2 separate regions of the Mus musculus genome follow, and region 2 is linked to region 1. Evidence: chromatin contacts called from public Hi-C data. All regions are on one chromosome and are shown on one strand. The core of a region is the stretch at or near the end of the contact, and the rest is flanking DNA. Distances in the headings are between cores, read along the strand shown.

Evidence for each region. Hi-C and Micro-C count contacts between places; a contact is called where the count stands out from the background.
Region 2: a Hi-C map of the N1E-115 cell line shows a contact between it and region 1, with 2.4 times the contacts expected there. The contact joins two enhancer-like sites. A contact is called at or near these places in 10 of 484 Hi-C or Micro-C datasets (the C2C12 cell line, the N1E-115 cell line, embryonic stem cells and 3 more), 10 of 115 datasets of contacts at active chromatin or transcription factors (cardiomyocytes, embryonic fibroblasts, embryonic stem cells and 2 more) and 5 of 9 other capture datasets (adipose tissue, embryonic stem cells, embryonic tail and 2 more).

What each region holds. Positions count from the first base shown.
Region 1 is chr13:95,591,554-95,597,943 of GRCm38.p6, reverse strand. No RefSeq gene overlaps it. Among named protein-coding and RNA genes, the nearest start is that of F2r, 24 kb to the left of the region's middle. Within about 2 kb of position 1,858, at least 13 of the 459 cell types and tissues checked have an H3K27ac peak or open chromatin away from gene starts, as enhancers often do. A contact at or near this core is called in the N1E-115 cell line, where this site is marked.
Region 2 is chr13:95,665,701-95,672,851 of GRCm38.p6, reverse strand. It overlaps Iqgap2 (IQ motif containing GTPase activating protein 2), which reads left to right. Exons shown (of 36, transcript NM_027711.1): 21 at 1,415-1,623; 22 at 4,335-4,484; 23 at 7,096-7,151. Gm33074 (a long non-coding RNA gene) reads right to left here and starts at 715. Exons shown (of 2, transcript XR_382776.3): 1 at 161-715. Within about 2 kb of position 5,386, at least 8 of the 459 cell types and tissues checked have an H3K27ac peak or open chromatin away from gene starts, as enhancers often do. A contact at or near this core is called in the N1E-115 cell line, where this site is marked.

The DNA of each region.
Region 1 (6,390 bases), core at 609-3,108:
TCTCCTAGGAGTCTAATGGGTAAGCCAGAGTTGATAGAGACATTTTAAACAAAATGTTCAGGAGCTGGCAGAGGATTCATTCGCCTAGTGTGTGATGGCCTCACTTCCCAGCACTACAAAAAGGTCAAGAAAGTTTGGACCCCGCTTTGCCATCTGGAAATCTTTTGAAGCTGCAGGCGCCAAGCTGTAGGCCTGGGGCTGGGTCTGAGGTACAAGTCTCACTGCATTCCAAGAAATGTTAAAGTTGCAGCCCTTTGGACCATGCACTGTGTAGCAAGACCTTAAGAGCCAGCCTTTGCCGGGCGTGGTGGTGCACGCCTTTAACCCCAGCACTCGGGAAGCAGAGGCAGGCAGATTTCTGAGTTCGAGGCCAGCCTGGTCTACAAAGTGAGTTCCAGGACAGCCAGGGCTACACAGAGAAACCCTGTCTCGAGAAAAAAAAAAAAAAAAGAGAGGCAGCCTTTGCAAAGTTGGCTTGTTTGGAGGGCCAGTTGTCTACTGTATGGAATTCTTTGGTCCTTAAGATAATTTTCAGAGCAATTGTTTTATTACAATAAAAGTGAAGTGGTTTTGTTGCTGTTGTTTTGAGACAAAGTTTCACTGTGTAGTTCAGACTGGTTTCATTCATACATTCATAAATACATACATACATACATACATACATACATACATACATACATACATACATAATAACTATTGGTTTCTCAAAGCAGGGTTTCTCTGGCTGTCCTGGAATTCTCTTTATAGGCCAGGCTGACTTCAGACTCACAGAGATCCGCCTGCTTCTGCCTCCCGAGTGCTGAGATTAAAGGTGTGTGCCACCACTGCCTGGCTAGGATTCATACTTTTGATCCCTCAGGTCGGCCGGCCTCCCAGGCAGAGGGATTGAAGGTAGACACCACCACACCCACTACACTGGGGCAGTTTGTAAAGCAGCAGCAACCTGTGCTTAGCTCGGCTTAATTCATGTGTTTGAGGCAATACCTATCTTCCTGAGAGTTCCCTCCCTTGCAGAGGTTTAGTCTGTTGCTATGTATTGTAATGCTAAGCGCAGGCCCCCAAGGCCTGGTTGCCACAGAGATGAGAGAGTCTGCACGTAGACACATAAGAGTGATGCTATATGACCTTGCCCCCAAGTTACTTCTGATTGGTGAATAACGATGCTGGGCAGAAGACGCATAGAAGGTGGAGGTGGGGGTGGGGAGTAGACTGGAGGGGGTATTAGGGTTCCCAGGCTTGGGGTTGGAGAAGAATCATGAGGGGGGAGAAGAAGGTGGATAGACAAGAAAGCCTCCATGGGTTAGGTGAGTCATGAAATAATGGCCATGTGGGTTAGCTAATTGGAGTTAAGAGTAGCCCAGATGAAACATGGCAAATTATATAACGAGATTATTGGCTGGGAAATTAGCATAATGCCATAGAGGATAGACATCTGCCCAGCTCTGTGCTGATTAAGGTTTATTGTAAATATAAAAGTTATATGTGTGTGTTTGTTTTATCTAGGAACTAAATGGCTAAAGGCAGGGTCAAAAACAAAAAACGAAAAACAAAAAAACCAAACAAACAAAGACAAAAAACAGCACACAGTTTGGGATTAAATTTTTCTGCAACACTCCCTTCTTAGGTTCTTTTTTTTGGGGGGGGGTAGTTTAAAGGGCTCCAGTCTCCACAAAACTGTGGGATTTTAAGCGTGTTGACTGTGCTTTTTAGAGATAGTGCCAATAGCTCTAGTGCAGATAGCCCAAGTGCCTAGAGGCCAGAAAACAGACTAACTGCTGCTTCTCACAGTCTGGCTGCAAGATAGTGACCTCGAGGACACCCGTGCTAGTTAATACCAGGAATGTTAGTCTTGCCCATGCCATGAAACAGACCCTGAGGCAAATGACTCAGCCCAAGGACCATCACTACTGATCAGTGACTCCCACAGTGCCTGGGAACAATAAAGATCTGAGAGCACACCAAGACAGTTCAATTCATGTTCAGAGTGTGACTTGTTTTGTTTCCTATTTGTACGCTCCCTACGTCCCATGAATACACACAACTTCAACAGAAGAGCAACTCACATTACAACAAAAGTAAAGTATAATAACAAAGCCAAACAACAGACCCCTCCTGAACATCTGCCATCCACAACTAATGCTTTGCACATGGATAGGTTATTCCAGCAGTGGGTACAGAGATCCAGAACCTATAAAAATTCTTCCAGAATTATGGAGTCTTGTGAAGCCTGGGACCTTCAGCATCAAGAACAGGCACAGTACGTTTCGGAGCTAGACTCCGAAGCCACAGCTGCTTCCATCTGTCCCGGCGGCTACTAGGAACATTAGTGTCATACTCTCTCCCCACAGTCAGCCAGAACCTAACCATGACTAAGGCTTCAGGCTTACGTCACAAAGCAACTTGCTTATCTTCTGGAACTCTTCATTCATCAAACAGCAAACATCGTTCACCCAAAACACCAGACTTTGAAAACTACAGAAATTATTTAGTCCTTTTACTGAAAATGAATTTATCCAAATAAGTCCTCATTTGAGAAAATTGGTAAACCCCTCTTCAAGGCCATTTCTTAATTTTATTTTACTCTTATTGTGTGTGTGTGTGTGTGTGTCTCTGTGTGTGTGTGTGTGTGTATGTGTGTCTGTGTGTGTATGTGTATGTGTGTGTATGTGTGTGTCTGTGTGTGTGTCTGTGTATGTGTGTCTGTGTATGTGTGTGTATGTATGTGTGTCTGTGTGTGTGTCTGTGTATGTGTGTGTATGTGTATGTATGTGTGTGTCTGTGTGTGTATGTGTGTATGTGTGTATGTCTGTGTGTGTATGTGTGTGTATGTGTGTATGAATGTGTATGTATGTGTGTGTCTGTGTGTGTATGTGTGTGTGTGTATATGTGTGTGAATGTGTGTATATCTGTGTGTATATGTGTATGTGTGTATGTATGTGTGTATGTGTATATATGTATGTGTATGTGTGTATGTATGTGTGTATGTGTGTATGTATGTGTATGTATGTGTGTGTATGTGTGTGTCTGTGTGTGTGTCTGTGTATGTATGTGTGTGTATGTGTGTATGTCTGTGTGTGTATGTTTGTGTGTGTATGTATGTGTGTGTCTGTGTGTGTATGTGTGTGTCTGTGTGTGTATATGTGTATGTGTATATGTGTATATATATATATGTGTGTGTGTGTGTGTATGTGTGTGTGTGTGTGTTTGCACCATAAGCATGAAGGTACTAATGGAGACCAGAAAAGGGCATCAGAATCCCTGGCACTGGCATCACAGGCAGTGATTAACCACACGAAGTGAGAACAAAGAACCAAACCCAGGTCTCCTAAAAGAGTAGCATGTGCTCTTGACAACTGAGTCATCTCTTCAGCTCTGCCACCATAGGCCCTTTTATTTTTATATTGTATCTTTGAGTCCTAAAACTCCTTTAGAGACAAAGGTACTGGGTATAGCAACCATACTACAGCCCAGAATAGGACAGGCACTTGTTGCTAAGGTTCCAGGAAAGTCAGACAAATGGCCCTGCTGTTGTATCGGGACCATGAGCTGAGTTAGGACAGCCACAGGATGATGAGGGAAGAGGGATCTGCATGTCTCCCATCCTCAAGCAGACTACCCCCCCACACACACACACACCCACCCACCCACACAGAGAGATGGCAAAGGCACCAAGCATAAGAGTAGGGCTAGGAATGTGGCTCAGTTGATAAAATGCTTTTCTGGCAAGCACTCAGGCATGAGTTCCATTCCTAGAACCCATCTTTTTAAAACAACACAAGGTGTAGTGGTGTATGCTAGTTTTCCCGGTGCTGAGGAAGCTGAGGTCAGTAAGCTCAGTGGGGAGAGCCTGGCCTACTTGGTAAGGTTCAGGCCAAGGAAATCCTATCTTAACAAGGTAGGAGCCATGAGGTGGTCAGAGGATCAAGGTATTTGCTGCCAAGTCTGATACTCTGAGTGTGGTCAGTCCTTGGGGTCCACATGATGAAGGGAAAGAATAGAGCTCTCTCTGACCTCCACATCTGTGCCATGGTATACATAGACACACACCTACATACATATCCCTACCCAAACACACACACATACATTCTCCTGCTGCACATACACCTCTACACAAACACAGAGACACACCGACATATATACACACCTATACACATATCTCTACACAAATACACACACCTTCATACACACCCCTACACAAACACACACACATGATATACCCTTATCCAAATACACATACCTACAAATATACCCCTACTCTACACATATACCACCTATACAAATATACACACACCTATACACACACACACACACACACACACAAATAAGAGGACACAACTTGGGTGGGCACACCATTAAAAATAACTTCCTTACCACAGTCATATTCAATTGGTCAATCTAGACACAGGTCACCCAAGGCCACCTAGAGTCAAGGAGACATAAAACTGGACAAGGTCTCTTCAGGGAAAGGATTTCAAAGCCACTAGACCAAGCCATAGGAAGGGATGAAGACTTGAACCCATTGTTGCAATGTTCTTACAGAATGACTGAAAACTCATCTTAGTAACACCAATGTTTAGCTTACCATCCACTGTTGCTAAAACACAGTCCAGTGTCTAAGATTTTTCAGTTATTTTAATATGTTTTTTAAAAAACAACAAAAGAATTGTAAAGTATCCAAAAGAATTGAGACCCAGACTCAAAGTAGACAGCACACGCCTCCGGAGGATCGGGGAAAGATAAGACCTCGAAACAGTGCCAATTTGTATAACAGGAAATGCAACGCTGCAAGCCTGTTGTGGTTTGCTCTGTTCTGTTTTGCGGTTTTGTCAAAGCTGGAAATCACTGAACCCAGGGCTTTGCACTCGCCAGGCAAGTGCTGTACCACAGAGCTCCATCACCAGCCCGAGTGTGGCAGTCTAGTGGAAGACTCAAATAGGTCACTTCCTCCAGCAGAGGTTCATCGGAAAATGACCAGTCATGGGAAAAAATGGTGTGATGGAGAAGTTTCCACCCTGCAGTGCCAGCATAGCCTGGGGGACCGCTGTTAGTGGTCTGGTTCCAATCACAACCTCTGACTTTTTAAAGTCATAATAATCATGCTCTCAGTGTGACCTTGGAAGAAGGCTGGCAAAGGCAAATGTCATGAGCTGTGTTCGTCTCTGTTTCCGATTTAACTCAATTTCAGTTGCTATTGTGCTTCTTTTGATACGTAAGCTTTGCTTCCTAAAATGGCCCTGTCTCAGATGCTATCTGTAGCCTCATCCTCCTATTTTTTTTTTTTTGAATAACCTTTTTGCAAGAATTCCCATACGGAATCATGTAGGCATATCTTATTTCTTGACACGGGCATATTCAGTCCCACTCGTTGGAAAGGAATCATTGGAAGGGTGGAGCATTTCTCTCTGATAGGAATGAGAGATAGGCAGGGCGGCGATGGTGGCGCATGCCTTTAATCCCAGCACTTGGGAGGTAGAAGAAGGCAGATTTCTGAGTTCGAGGCCAGCCTGGTCTACAGAGTGAGTTCCAGGACAGCCAGAGCTACACAGAGAAACCCTGTCTCAAAACAAACAAACAAACCAACCAACAAAAAGGAATGAGAGGTAGAACTTGGTAGGGCTCAGAGAGTAGGCCATAGGTCCACGAACTACATTTGTATTTAAGAGTCAAATTACAGGGATGATGGGATGGTCCAGTGTGTAGATGCTCTTGCCACCAAGCCTGATGACGTAAGTTCTCTCCTCCGGTGAAAGGAGAAGCTGACCCCCTACGGTTGTGTTCTCACCTCCACACATGTGCCATGGCATGTGTGATACATACGTTACATAAATAAGTACATATTCTTTTAAAGAGCCTGGATGTATAGGCTTAAAGTGAGCTTGGTTTGTGCACTAGCTCTTGATGGGGAGAGCTTTGCCCTGTCATTGCCCTATTCAATGGGCAGGTATGAATGGGTGCACAGTGCCTTTCAGGCCCTACTTTTCCTCCCAACCTTTCTCACCCGCTCCTCAGTCACCAAGTATATCTGCTTCTGAGAGCCCAAAGCAAGTGTTCTTCCAGGTACACGGGAGGGGCCCCCAGGAAGGTGTCTGAGTTAGAGACTGTAGGCAGGATGTTGGGTGATGGAGGACTAACCTTGCACATGGGAGGAAGATCGGCATTCCAGAGCTTCAGATCACAAAGTGCTCCTGGAAAGCAGAGTAGGAGATAAAGCCATAAAGCTGGCAGTGTAGGTGGGGCCAAGTGGATGGGTTGGCAAGCCACACTTGGCCAACTGGACTTTACCTGGTGGAAGCCCTCTGAGCCTATCAACAGTTTACTGATTGGATGTGATTTGAGCTTTGGAGAGGGGGTAGCATGAAGATGGACAAAAGGGGTAAGCAAGAGTCAGGG
Region 2 (7,151 bases), core at 4,137-6,636, 71 kb before region 1:
ACACAGACAAGAAGATACGGCTACATTTTAAAAGTTCAGTTTATTACCAGTCCCGACACCCCCCTCTCTTTTGAACGATTAAAAGTTTATGTAGGAAATTTTGAAAATACTAATCAAAAGTCACCAAACAAGCTGCCCGTGGAATGTGCACACCTATTACCTCAGAGTGGGGGAAAAGTGGAGGTGAGAAGATCAAGAGTTGAAGGCTATCCTCAGCTGGAGTCTCAAGATAAAATAACAAAACGAAACCCAGTCTCATCTCATAACGATGGTAACTGCTGACAAGATCCAGTGTCATCTCTCTAGCACAGATCCTCAAAAGTAGAATGGAAAGATAGATGACTTCTGTGGTCCATGCTGCGTTCCTGGTATGTCAGTAGGTGTTGGCCAAACTGACCGGATCAAGCTGTAACCGGAAGGAAGAATGCCAGGGCCCTTGAAGAGGCATACTGTCCGATAGGTCACAGAAGCTAGACAGCACTCTGCCAATGACTGCTTCTAACTGGTCACCCCCCAGGGTTAGTTTCTACAGTTGATTCAAAGCTGATCTCATGACTCACGTGAAAGTGTCACAGTGTCAAAGAATGAAAACAGAAGCTTTTAGAATGTCCGCACAAGAATTCTCTCAAGACTGAGGCTGGGCTGGGCATGGTGGCGCATGCCTTTGCACTCAGGAGGCAGAGGAAGGAGGATTTCTGAGTTCGAGGCCAGCCTGGTCTACAAAGTGAGTTCCAGGACAGCCAGGGCTACACAGAGAAACCCTGTCTCAAAAAACCAAAAAAAAAAAAAAAAAAAAGACTGAGGCTGGCTTCTGGGTTCTCAGCAGCTCCCATTGGTCTGTGCTTAAAAGGACAATAACCAAATTTCAATTTCTAAGATCTTTGCCCTTCTGTCAAGTAGAGCATTCCCCCAGTCACCCTTGGGATGATTCCTGCTTGGCTCTTAGAGGCCCCTCTTCTTTGTCTTTCCTTGTTGGTTTTTGCCTAATTCTGGCTCCTTCCCAGAGATCCTTTGTGCTGAGAGAAACTGCTTCCTGCTCCTGGCAGCCAGAATTTTAATCTATCTGGTTCAGCCACCAGGTCTTAGAGCCAAGGTCTGCTGGTTAACTTTCTTTCCTCATCAATAAGACGTAGATAGTACTGTCTGTTCAGTGTCTGAGCCTGGTGACAGTCGGGGGAGGGCTGGCTAGTGAGAATTAGATAAATAGAACACAGTGGGGCCCAGGCATTATCAGTTTTGTGCATTTGTTTATGTGGCTTTGCTTATCTGGCTCTCACTGATGGAGAATGAGCCACACCACAGACTGCATATGTTGGTTGGCGTATTTTTGTAGTAATATTTTAATTGCAGAGCCAGCTGCTTATCCTGCTCATGATAATCCTGAATTGAAATATGCCTGCTCTTCTCCCCACAGTTGGCTCCGAAAACCCACCATTAACAGTAATCCGAAAGTTCGTGTACCTGTTGGACCAGAGTGACTTGGATTTCCAGGAGGAGCTGGAGGTAGCCAGGCTACGAGAAGAAGTAGTGACGAAGATCAGGGCCAATCAGCAGCTGGAGAAGGACTTGAACCTAATGGACATCAAGATTGGACTGCTGGTGAAGAACAGGATTACGCTGGAGGTCAGAGAGCAGTGAGCCCCTCCCTCAGCTCCCAGGAGAGAAGTGTGTGTGTGTGTGTGTGTGTGTGTGTGTGTGTGTGTGTGTGTGTGTGTGTGTGTGTGTGTGTATGTGTGTGTGTGCTCAGGAGGACTGGTTCAGGAAAGCGCTTTGGGAATTTTGCGTATATTGCCCAAGGTTTATCATTTTTTGTTATAAGTTACTCATTTTCATGCCCCTTGCCTATGACGTATTTGTAAATCTTTTTAACCACGCTGACAAGATTGGCATCCTTCAAGGTGGTACAGGTTCTGAAATGAAACTCTCATATGATAAAACCTATGCCCATACATACCTTTATAATAAAGCCAAGGCCTTTGTGTTAAGTATTTCACCGTTCTAATACGAAATATTAGGTATGAAATACATATGAAATGTACTAATAGGAAAGTACATCAGCCTGATGACAGCAGGCAGCACAGCAAGGCTGCCAGGGACTCGGGTCTTTTCCCAGAATCACTATTGACTGAGATAAGAAGGCTACAGATGATCCTGATACATTGAAGGGTGGAGCAGTCAGAGCCTCGTGTCCAAGTCCCTGCAAAATGCAGGACAAGTGTGGTCTGCTCCCAATGCACACAGCAGCTGCAACAATCCTAGACAATTTTGTGTATGGAAAAATACATTGTGCATATATGCAGAACACCTCGATTCCAGGCTCCAGTACTTACAAACACACCTATATGAATGAGCAGAAAGCCATTCAAAATTTCTACCTTCAAGATCATTCAATCATCCTACAAGAGCAGAACCTCTGTCATCCACCAGAAACCACAATGAATTAGTCAAGGAATTAGTAACTTTTCTTTCTGCTTTTGAAAATTTAGTTTTGGGGACAGGTTCCTCTTGGCTCACAGTTTGCGGGTACAGTCCATCGAGGCCATGACAGCTGCCGGGTGGGGCTGAGGCAGCAGGAGTGTGTGGCAGCTGCTCACTGCCTCCACATGCCGGAAGCAGAGAGGGGGAACGTGGGTGCTGGTCCGCTGGCCCCATTTTCTATTTTATTTCCTTTGAGGCCCCAGCCTCTGGGCTGGTGCCATCACACTGAAGATGGATCTTCCCTCCTTGTCTACATCTCCCTGCAAACACCCTCATTGACATGCCAGAGGAGTCCCCCTAGGCTGCCCCGAAGATTAACTACTTCAACCATGAATTCAGCCTGACGTCTATACTATGTAACCACTAAAAGGTGTCCTGGAAGACTAGGGACAAGGCGATGGCTTACAGTAGAACAGCAGAAAAGACACTACCTGAATAATATGACTTCTATCAGCAAAGGGAACTTTGTGAAGAAATTCAGGAAAAGAAAACTTTGACATGCTCCCTGAACAACAAGAACAAAATTAACGTTGAGCGTCTGTGCTTCTTAGCCATGTGTGTATCTTACATCTTATGCAGGAAGTGCCAGCTCTAGTCCTTTTTGTGCATTTCAGTTCTGAGTCTTTCTAGTTTTTGGTTGCAAGAGCATCTAAGCCGGGCGGTGGTGGCACACGCCTTTAATCCCAGCACTCGGGAGGCAGAGGCAGGTGGATTTCTGAGTTCCAGGCCAGCCAGGGATACACAGAGAAACCCTGTCTTGAAAAGAAAAGAAAAAGGAAAGGAAAAAGAAAAAGAAGAAGAAAGAAAAGGAAAAAGAAAAAGAGCATGTTTCTCTAATCTGCAGGCATTTTCTCTCATCCTGGAAAGTCATGAAACTTTTTAGCTTTGATGATGGCTGATTTTGTTGTTCCTTTTGTAACTTATATTGTATTATAGTGGAGAATCCGTTGTTCAGTCCAAAGTCAAAATTGCTGGCTAGTTTTCCTTTCTCGGGGTTGGTCATTTCTGCTCCTGTGTGTGTTTCTGTTTTGAGGTTCTTGTGCTGTGAGGTAGGGGGTCTGACTCTTTCCTGGAGGATGTAAGTATCTAGCTGTTCCACCATCATGTTTTTAAAAAGAGTACTCTTTCTTCATTTAATTTTCTGATGCCTGCATTAAATCCTGAGAGCAAACAAGTACAGCTTTGGATAAAGCCTATGGCAAAGCCTGAACTCATCTACCAGGGGCACTTCTTCAATTTAATTTAATTTCAAGGTCCCCTCTTCCTTTGTTTCCAGGGGAAGGAAACAGAAAATGCACGTTGTGGTGGGTCTTGGTTTGGTTTTTATTGCTGTGAAGAGACGCCATGACTAAGGCAACTCTTATTTTAAAGAAAAAGAAATTTTTTTTTAATTGGGCTGGCTTACAGTTTCAGAGGTCCAGTCCATTTCATCATGGCAGAAAGCATGGCAGCATGCAGGCAGACGTGGTGCTGGAGGAGCCGAGAGTTCTACATCTTGATCCACTGGCAACAGAAAAATGTGTTCCACACTGGGCAGGGCTTGAGTATATGAGACCTCATTGCCCACTCCCACAGTGACACACTTCCTCCAGCAAGACTACACTGACTCCAAGAAGGCCACACCTCCTAATAGTGCCATTCCCTATGGGCCAAGCATTCAAACACTTGAGGTCTATGGGGGCCATCCTATTCAAACCCAAGGAGGTTGTGGGGGGGAGAGGCAGAGACAGAGACAGAATGTGTGTGTGTGTGTGTGTGTGTGTGTGTGTGTGTGTGTGTGTGTGTGTGTGTGTGTGTGTAGGAAAATGATAAAGTGTACCAAGGTAAAAATAACGATGTCATAAAATTCTTCACAGGATGTAATCTCACACAGAAAAAAGCTGAATAAGAAAAAAGGTGGTGAAATAGAAATACTGAATAACACTGACAACAAGGGAATTAAAAGCTTGAGTAAGGAGAGACGGAAAACACTGGAGACCTACCAGCAACTGTTCTACCTCCTCCAGGTGAGCGAGCTTCTCCTCCACTCTGGCTTGTGGATAAACAACAAGCTTCCCACTATGGATCCTCGCCCATGCTCCAGCCAACAGCTTAGTTACATGCTCTATGTGAACATCATAATAACAGCTTTGTATAACATTTATAATAATAGCTTAGGAAATGCTTTACTAAGTACTAACCGTTAACGTTAGGTGCTTTATGTAGAGTAACTCATTGAATTCTTGACCTAGCCCTGAGCATCAGGATAAGGAATGGCATTCTTCCCATACTGCAGATGAAAAACCTCAGACCCAACCAATAAACAGTAGGCAGCATGCAGGCAGTTAGCCTTCAGGCTCGCTCCCTTCACAACTGCACTGTACCTCAGTGATGTGCAGAAGCAACGTGAAGTTCATCATGATGACCTCAGCATGCCATTAAAGGTTTCATGTCAACCGATGACAAAACTAGTCACTAGAAAAGCAAATCTGTGCCAGGGACAGACCTCCTCCTTTGGGAGCCAGAGCCAGAGAGGTGGGACTATTTTGACGTCATTATTTTCATGGCATTATTTTCTGAGCCGAATGAGTCATAATTTGACATGGCATCCAGGGTACCGGATTATGGTTGGACTTTGATGGGCTGGCTATTGGTTTGTTCCCTGTTGACAATCTGATTACACACTGAGGGACCTGGGCAAGTACAAGCCATTAGCAGCAGACTCCACACCAGCAGGAAAACCACCCACCCTCAAAGAGGTGGGCCAGTAGTAGTTCATTGTGTGGCTCCAGGCCTGCAGGTGCCTGAACCTTTGTTGTTCCCTGGATCGGATACTTAGAAGAACTCACTGCATGCAAGAGCCCCACGGAAAGTACTAAATAACAGATTGGAGAATGACTTCAAATGGATATATGTGCCTCTGATGGCCACTATGTGGCAGCATAGGAGGAAAAATATCCGTGCTTTTACCTTTGCCTGTGCAATTCACTCCTGACCTGCAACCTTTCCCTAAAGGAAGAGCCCCTCCCCACTCCCCGCTCCCTGCTCCCCGCCCCCTGCCCCCCCCCCGCCCCCACCGCCACCTCCACTGTGGCCACCTTAAGCAGAGATGCTTTGCTTATCCAATTTAGAGTAGTGGTCAAGCCGTGGCTGAGTGTTTAAGTCGGAGGAACTCCTCAGCTGCTTGTAGTCCAGGCCTTTACCTCTCCTTGAGTCCAAGGCCAGTGATGAAATGGTAGGAAAGAAAATGGCCTGGATTCCTGTCGCCCTATGATCACACGTTAGTCGGGACTCTTCTCCACAGCTGTCCAGCCAGGAGAGGACGTGCTTAGGTCTGTGTCTCTAGCACGAGCTACACGGGGAAATAAATTCTTTTAAAACCATGATACCTACATTTAGTTATCAGTAGAAAAGAGGCTAGCAGTCTAGGAAAACATTGTCCTGGGCTGGAGAGATGGCTCAGTGGCCAAGAGCACTGCAGATGACCCAGGTTTGGCTCCCAGCATCCACTTGAGTTGGCGTCTGTAATTCTAGTTCTGGGGTATGTGTAACTCCAGTTCTGGGGTATCTGACACCCTCTCGTGGTCTCCAACACCTGCACATAAAGTGCACATGCAGGCAAGCAGACGCACACATTTAAAAAAAAAGTTTTTAAATTAAAAAGAAAATAGAGTCCAGGGTATTTTATGCACAGAACTTTATCCCAACACTCTGATCTCAAAACTAGAGTAGCAACAGAAACCAGGATCTGGTTTTTCTTGGAAACCTTCAGGCCACGCAGCTAGGGCATCCTGAGTGAGTCTTAGCTGCCAAGCATACTAACATTGACCATTGTCTTTTCTCACGAGCAGTGAGAAGAAGAGTGGCCCATCTTTCTGTGTGAATTCCTCTCTCTCTGTATACACTATATTTTCTCCTTTAACTTTGGTCCAGCCGGCAAAGCTGCCAGAGGAAGACGCTTAGACCAAAGGCTGGCTCTAATTTCACTCTCTTCTCTGGAACTCTGTTGTCTTTAAATTCCTGTCAATTTCTTGAACTCCTTTTATTCTTGGGGGGGGGGGCTGGGGGCAGGTGGGTCCTTGTTTTGACTCATGTTCTTTCTGGAATTTCTCTTGTTGGCTATTCTGACCCCACCCCCACCCTCCCCAGCCTTATTCTTTCTCCCTCTTTGGAGAATGTCATGGCGGGCTGGCTCACTGTCTCCATGTGTAAGCAGGGCCTTTTCTTTCTCCTTCTAGGCACAGATGGTGTGTATTTCCTTCTGTTTACCTGTCAATCTTTCTAGGCCAGCTTGGCTACTTCAGTCTGTTCCTTTCTCCTCAGTTCAGATTCTATGGGCCCACCTCCTCTTCTGTGTCTCTCTAATAAACATTATATGTCGTTAAAAGTACAAAAATGTATAAAAGACGACTATAGCAAACAAACCATGTAATAAGCAGCACTAACATGTTATAATGTTTCAATGTAGCTTCCTAAACTGTCATTGTATAATATTAGCTGATCTCTGCCAGAGGCTGTGTGCTAGGACCCATCTGTTCCTCACGACACATTCAGTCACGGGAGAGCCGAGAATCAGATGCCACGCTCTGCTTTCGTAGACATCAGCCTCTAGCTGACGGCTCCCACCTTCTCTTGTAGACCAAACCTTCATACCTGGCTAAGCTGATTTTCCAGATGCCACAGAACAAGTCGAC